Linked DNA regions of Oryzias latipes: region 2 is linked to region 1. Evidence: chromatin contacts called from public Hi-C data. All regions are on one chromosome and are shown on one strand. The core of a region is the stretch at or near the end of the contact, and the rest is flanking DNA. Distances in the headings are between cores, read along the strand shown.

Region 1 (3,712 bases), core at 379-2,878:
CTTTGCGTGTCTCCAATGCACATCTATGTATTCATTACCTCTAAGAGTTTCTTTTTTTTTATTTATATGTTGTGGCAAACTATTAGAGGATGCTATGGTTCCTCGCTCTGGCTTGTTTTGTGTGGTTGACCACATTATGCTCAAGAACACGACAACTTCTAAAGTCTGGAAGAGTTCTAAGACTTCTGAAAATGAGGCCGAAAAATCTCCCAAGCTATATAATTATTAATTTAAGCTTTAAATAAAGGTTTGGCTACAACCTTTTCCCTAATATGTAGAAGACAATGAATACAAATATGATATAAATGAGATTAAGTTTTTGTCAAGCAATCCCTTTGATCCAAAAATCTGTCAATTGCATTCTGTTATACATAATGTGTGTTTACACAAAGGACACTTATTGAATAAATTAGACACCTGTAGGTCACCTACAGGCACCCTGAATTGCCTAAAAGACATCATAGGCATACTAAAATGCAAATAATGGAAAGATCCAGGTCATTTCCTACTGGGGTTGCCACCTTTAAAGGCCCACTGCGAGTATCCTCACACCCCAACCTAACATTACAGGTGCAACAAAAACGGTGAGTATTAATGAAGCTATTCCACCAGATTCCAGCTCGGACGAGGAAAACACGGATCTAGTCGTCTACAAGTGGATGCATCAGAATGGAGCGGAGCAGAGAGCTATGGTGGCCCGCCCAGCAACACAATAAAGAGCTTTAACAAACAGACTTTTTTTCAGGCTGATTAAAATATAGAAATTCTCAGAAATCTTAAATTTCTTTCTAAATGCCCTCGATTATCAGAAATACTGTAACAAGAACATGTTAAAAATGCCTAAAACGTAATTTCCATTGTTGTTTAAGCACAATATCAGTTAAGAATACATCTAAATTACTGCCTAAGCTACTATAATTAGCATAAAAATGTATTTTATATACCTAGATTGAAGAGAATCATAAGTTTTACTCTCCACTGGCGGATGCAGGGTGGAGATAGTTAGCTGTGACCTGTCCTCACCCGATAGCAGCTGGGATAGGCTCCAGCAACCCCGTGACCCCAACAGGGATAAAGAGGGTGTAGACATCGGATTGATGGATCTTTCCCTACAAGTTGTATGCAAGAACAATAAAGTTATTATTATGTCAAAAACCCATTCTGGATGTATTTATTTAATTGCTTATGTATTTAACTTTTTTCTATTCATGTTTTTGGCTGTTGCTGCTATAAAAAATGAACAAACAAAAAAAAAAAAAGTCAAATTACTTTAAAATGTCAGGGGAGAATTGTTCTTGGTTTTTCCAGGATGAATGTTCTTTTTTTGCACATAATAAAATAAATTCACATTTGTAATTGCATATCCAAGTATCTTATTTTGTGACTTGTTGCTTTCCACAAATAGATGATGCTCAGTTACTTGTATTTTAAAAATACTATATCAACATTTTTGCTATTTTTTAATTCAAGATTTTATTTAATTGTTGGAACTCGTTTAAAACTTAATACATCAAAGCTGTAAACATATAAGTCCTGTTTAATTAAAGCGGATGAAAAAACAAAAACAGCATGACGAGAATCCTGCCTGTTGAGGATGACTCAGGTTTCATGGCAGGGTTCTTCCATTCTGCTCCAACGCGCTGTAACTACTATCATCCAGCCGAAGAAATCACGATGATTTCACTGTTACCAGGCAACCAAGGTTTGATAAGAGAGGGCCAGCTCCAGAGCACCACGGAGCACCTCCGACAGCAGCAGCCCCCCTCCACCGCTCTCACCTGAGCGAGGCAGCAAGACGCGCGCGCTCAACTGCAGAGAACACGGTCCACTTTGAGTTTGGACTCAGAGACGTTTCTGGAAAGAAACTCTACAAACTAAATGTCTAAACCCTCCCACAGGCTTTGGAGCCATGTTTTTACAGATAGATCAGTAAATTTAAGTTCTCATAAACAAACGCTCTCCCTATGATCCTCCAGAGCGCGCGCTTATTCCCAGATCAGGCATTTTGCAGCGTCACGTTAAGAAAATGTGAGGACTGTGGCGTGAGCAGATGGTTGGTGCGGCTCCGACGCTCATGCAAGAGCTCCAGCAGAACGCCTGAATCCTCATTCCAACTGCTCCATGTGCGTCCTCTGGATTCAGCTCAGTTTGGTTAGGGAGGAAAAAAAGTCACCTTACAGGGAGAGATGTATCTTAAGACTGAGTAATCGTATGACAGGATGATGCTGAACGTTGGGTTTTTGCGCACAAACCCGCAGAAAACATAAGAACAAAGACAGAGGAGTCTGAGAATCTCAGAGTCATGGTGAGAAAACACCGCAGCGGCGCGGATGAAAGCTTGGTTCGTGCGTGCGCGCCTCCAGCTGTTCGGTCTGGTTTCCCCGCACGCGCCACTTTCTGCTGCAGGTCCTTCCTACACGTCAGTCACAGCTGACGGAGACGCGGATTGGTGTCGCTCGGCCCCGCAGCGCGCAGGCTCCTCCTCTCCGCCGGAGCCCTGCCTGCGCTGCGCTTGTTTCAGGGAGCGCAGAAGGTTTGTGCGCTCTCGGAGGTACGCAGATGAAGTTGTAGGTTGGAGGATTTTGAGGACATCCAGGCTGAGAGAGGAGTAGAAAACTGGATTTGTAACTTGTTCTGAAGCTGTGGGATCCGGTCAAACCAACAGAAAGTGGCGGAGACATCCATGCGAGTTTGTGGCGTTTGACTGGGAGACCAAGCATACCCAACAGTATGCGGTGCAGTTATGGCAGGCAAGGGTAACACAGTCGTGAGGACGCTGGAGGATTTAACGCTTGACTCTGGTTATGGTGGAGCCGCGGACTCGGTCAGGTCGTCTAGCGTGTCGCTGTGCTGCTCCGACACGCATCCGTCCTTCTCGCATGGGGGCAACTGCTGGCATCTGACGGAATCCATGCACAGCAGACACAACAGTTTGGACACGGTCAACACCGTCCTGGCGGAGGAAACGGAGATCCTGGAGTGCGCGGGCCACTGCGCCAAGCTGCCCGAGCTGGAGGACGTGCCGTGGAGCCTCGGGGAGGTGGAGGGCGCGCTGAGGAAGGACGAGGAGCTGATGGTGGGCGACCCGCCGCCGGAGTTCCTGGCGCGGCTGTCGGCGCTCATCAGCCGCGCGCTGGTGCGCGTGGCGCGGGAGGCGCAGCGGCTCAGCCTGCGCTACGCCAAGTGCACCAAGCACGAGATCCAAAGCGCCGTCAAGATCGTGCTCTCGTGGACCATCTCCGTCAACTGCATCACGGCGGCTCTGAGCGCGCTGTCGCTCTACAACATGAGCACCGTGGACAAGTTCAGCCGGGGCAAGTCCGCGCGCTGCGGGCTGGTCTTCTCCGTGGGCAAGTTCTTCAGGTGGATGGTGGACAGCCGGGTGGCCTTGCGGATCCACGAGCACGCAGCCATCTACCTGGCCGCCTGCATGGAGAGCCTGGTCAGGGAGGTGTTCAGCCGCGTCCTGCGCAGCGCGCTGGTGGAGAGGGACAACGGGGTTCCCAAGTTCACGTTGGAGTCCATGGAGCAAGCGATCAACAGCGACTCGGAGATCTGGGGTCTGCTGCAGCCCTACCAGCACCTCATCTGTGGCAAGAACTCCAGCGGTGAGTCTCCAAAGCCGAATTCGGTTTGGATTCGCTCTGGTTTGTTAACTTGCTGTAGTAGCAGGTTTCTTGAGGGGAAAAGTGAGTTAAGATCTTTGGACTGG
Region 2 (4,027 bases), core at 624-3,123, 170 kb after region 1:
GTGTTGTTTAGATAAAGATAAATATCATGGAGGCAAAAGGAGGGAAGAATTCAAACGGATCCTTTGAGTAACAAACCCACCGATTGTCGAACATGTGCTTCTGCTTGAGTCATTCAGCAGGGATGAATAATTCATCCATCAGAGAACAGAAAAAACATGGAATTAATCACTCAGCCTGACTCCAAACAGCAATAAAACGTCATTTTATTTCATTTTCTGACGGGGAAAAGCCACCAAAGCTCAACGTTAAGGTGGTCATTTTGCTTTTTTTTTCCACGTCTGATTAAGGGTTTTTCTGCGACCCACCTTAAAAACAAACACGGTGACAGGTTGATACGGTGGCCCTGAAGTTCAAATCACAACAACAAAATCACTCAACATATTACAGATTTTGAAGATTCATTAAAAACAAATAACTGAACAAAAAATGAACAAATAAAAAAAAATTACATATTAGAGATCAAAACAAAATTAAAAAATTAATAAAATCAGACATTTTGGAAAACGAAAGCAGTTTCTAGAATTTAAAATGAAATGTGGAAAAACCAAACACAATAAGGAATCGCTGATTGGAGGATGACGTTTTTCCATCATTTCAGCTAAATAATATTTGGCATAAAATGATCCTGGCTGTGCTCTGTAATAGCTATAAAACTTTTATTATTATGGAAACATTTAAGATGCATTTGGGGAAAAAAACATCAAACATCATCATCCAATCATTAATGTCGCAGTTTCTTCGTTTCTTCTTTTGTTACATTTTAATTTCTGAAGTTTTATTTTTATTTCCTTACTTTTTTTTTAGAATTGTGTTTTGGCTTTTGGAAATTTCTTTTGCTTTCTAAAAGGTAATGTGGTTTTTTTTTTTTTTTTTTTTTTTTGCTTTTTTAATTGTCGTTGTGCTCTTTAAGTGATTGGTTGGTGTGATTTGGCCGTCAGGGCCACCGTAGACTGAAAACAGTCGACAGGCAGCCTCCTAGTTAGGGCGACGACTGAAACGATCCAAGATTTTCAGGGAAAATCTCTTTCCGCCATCTCCGCTGCTTCCACCTCTCCTCTTGCATACTGCTTCTCCTCCTCCTCCTCCTGTCACGCCCCTGAGCTCTGAATGTTAACGGCTGTGTATCTCTCTCCCTGAACCTCACCTATGACTTCCCAGGTGCCCAGCACAGTAAACAAGCACCCCTCAGTTTATCCTGAAACGCGCCAGGGGACGCCACTCACTTTCGCCGTGTTACACGGACACATCCCCGTTGTGCAGGTAGTGACGTCTATGACCTGTACCCACTAACCTCTGGCCCCTCCCCGTGAACTCACCTTTGTTACAAGTGAGGGTGATAGAGATGCATCACCGTAGCAACAACGCCCCGTGTCCTTGTTCTTGGTCCTAACTGTGTTGTCAGAAAAAAAAAGGAGTTTAACTGTTTGTTAACTCATCATATACAAGGTGTGACCCCCCCCCCCCCCCCCAACCCTTAACCTTACACAATAACCGCAGACAAGCTCCTGCAGTGTGCCAGAAAAGCTTTTATTTTGAAAGTCAAAGATGTTTAGTTGCAGTAACTGTAAAATCTGACACCGCCTTCATGGGTTTTATGAAATATTAATCTGCATCAATGCAATCAGAGAGTTGGCAGCAGAAAAAGAACACCCCCCCCCCCCCCCCCACAACCACCTACACCCCCAGACAGAAACCCCCAATGAGGAAGTGTAGCCATGAGAGTGTCCAGAGCTTTCCAAATGAGGTGATTTAGGCATCCAGCAGTTGAGGCCCCCCCTCCCCATGCCGAGCATGAGTGCTAATACGCCCTTTCCCCCCCACCCCCACCCGGCCTGTTTCTCTCCTCCATTTGTTTTCCTCCTCCCCTTCTTCCCTTCTCTGCCACAGCTGCTGCTGGATAACAGAGCGAACGTGGAGGGCGCCCTGCAGGATGGGGCGGAGAACTACACCGAGACGCCACTACAGCTCGCCGCCGCTGCAGGTACATTTTAATGTTCTCTCATCCGGTGTAAAGACCCGCTCTGATGAAAGTGGGGGGTTTTGGCGTTTTTAACATGTTCTCGTGGCATTTTTCTGATGATGGAGGACATACATGAACAACATTGAGCTTAAAATTGTGTTTCTGAGTATTCCTTTATTCAAATTCATGAAAACAAAAATAGCAGCTTTTCTGTTGGTTTTATCTCCATAGCAACCGTTTAATTTTTGGGTCACCTGGGGCTGACAAAAAGGTCGGTGTAATTTTTAGAAGAATCGACAAAAGTAAATTTTTGACTTTCCTTGGCAACTGAGGTTTTTTTTGCTAAACACACCTACATTCGTAATATGCTCATATCATGTGTAATATGGTTTCGTTCAGCTTGAGCCAGGGATTCATGTATGACATTTTCACAATATTCTGGTTGAAAAAGAAAATGTGCAAACAACAGGAAAATGTCACTTTTAAGAGCTTGCCCAATGAATGTCATTCAAAATCTGATTTGCTTTTCCAAAGGTTGAAGTACAACTTCTGGTGACAAATTAACGGCTCCTTAATTGATAAAGAGTCAAAAACTCTGGTCTAGAATAATTGGATGATTAGCAGCGATCATTTAATGACGTGATTCAATCTAGAGATGAGTTTAGGGGCAAATGAAACCCCTTGATGCCTCCTTCTTCATCTCTTTCAGGAAACTTCGAGCTGGTCAGCTTGCTTCTGGAGCGAGGGGCCGACCCGCTCATCGGTACCATGTGTCGAAACGGCATCTCCTCGGCTCCTCTGGGAGACATGAACTCGTTCAGCCTGGCAGCATCGCACGGCCACAGGTGATACAAGCAATCCCAGTGCGCTCCATCTGCCGCCAGATCTATCCATCAGCGCCGTATCGATCCGTGTACGCTCGGCCCCATCTGCCTCTCACAAAATCCCAGCACACACGAGGTGTCTCAGTTTCCCCGCGGAACAGCAGACGATGAGAGCTGCAGCGAAGCTGTCAGCGAGCCGAGCAAACAAACTCATTAACATTCATGGCAATGGAGTGAAGAGGAGCGGCACCGACACAGTGGAGGGTTTTTACGACAATCAATTACAGAGCAGCAGTTGGGCGGGCTGCATGCTGGCAGACGGTTACAGACCGGACTCTCTGACACGGAGGAAAAAATGAAAACTGATTGGAGTTAACTCCGCCCACTTTAACAACATTTCAAAAATCTTCAATTAAGCCTCACTTTGGCTTAATTTTGAACTCCGATCAATTCAAAACATCTGATCAACACATATAAACATTTACATTTTTTTGAGACCCGAGTGACCAAATTTTGAATTTCTGGGTCAAGTCCTACTTCTTAGCCTCAGAATTCAATGGTACTTTGTGTTTAAACCAGCCTCTAGAGGTGATTTGAGGTACTACAAAAACACAAGATTTCCAGGGTTTCCCGTAAACCTGGGAACAGAAGATGGGGGCTTTGTCATCACTGCCTGATGGTGGGGCCCTGAAGAGTGGGCCCTGGAGAGAGGGGTCTGGAAGAGTGAACTCCTGAAGATTTAGGCTATGATTAGCGGGGCCTTAAAGGGTGGACTGTGAAGAGAGGGGCCTGATCAGTGGGGATCCTGAAGAGTAGGCCCTGAAGATTGAGGCCCCTGATAAGGTGGGCCCTGAAAATTTAGGCTTTGATGAGTAGAGTGGGCCCTGAAGGGTATAACCCTGATTAGTGGGGCCATACAAAATATGGCTCTTAAGAGTGGACCCCACAAAGTGGATCCTAAAGAGTAGGGCTCTGATAAGTGGGGCCAAGAGCCTGATAAGTGCAGCCCTGAAGAGTGGGCCCCTAATGAAAAAGGCTCTAAGGAGTGAAACCACAAAGAGTGGGGGCCTGATGAGTGAGGCTCTGATGAGAAGTGAGGAGGAGTGGGCCCCTGAAGAGTGAGATAATAAAAAGTGGATCTTTGAGGAGTGTAGGGCCCTAGAAAGTTGAGTTTTGAAAAGAGGGGGCTCTTGCAGCGTGAACCAAGGTGGCCCCCTGAAGAGTAAGGCAATGATTTATAAA

What was found. A called contact is a pair of places that touch in the nucleus more often than the background predicts.
Region 2: a Hi-C map of embryo shows a contact between it and region 1, with 2.1 times the contacts expected there. The contact joins the enhancer-like site here to the promoter of LOC101162723 in region 1. A contact is called at or near these places in 2 of 5 Hi-C or Micro-C datasets (embryo and fibroblasts).

What each region holds. Positions count from the first base shown.
Region 1 is chr23:19,804,629-19,808,340 of ASM223467v1, forward strand. It overlaps LOC101162723 (ankyrin repeat and BTB/POZ domain-containing protein BTBD11-A), which reads left to right and starts at 1,629. Exons shown (of 16, transcript XM_023952522.1): 1 at 1,629-3,608. The coding sequence starts at 2,744.
Region 2 is chr23:19,978,013-19,982,039 of ASM223467v1, forward strand. It overlaps LOC101162723 (ankyrin repeat and BTB/POZ domain-containing protein BTBD11-A), which reads left to right. Exons shown (of 16, transcript XM_023952522.1): 7 at 1,889-1,982; 8 at 2,671-2,806. Among protein-coding and RNA genes, the nearest start is that of LOC101162969, 25 kb to the right of the region's middle. Within about 2 kb of position 1,874, at least 2 of the 8 cell types and tissues checked have an H3K27ac peak or open chromatin away from gene starts, as enhancers often do.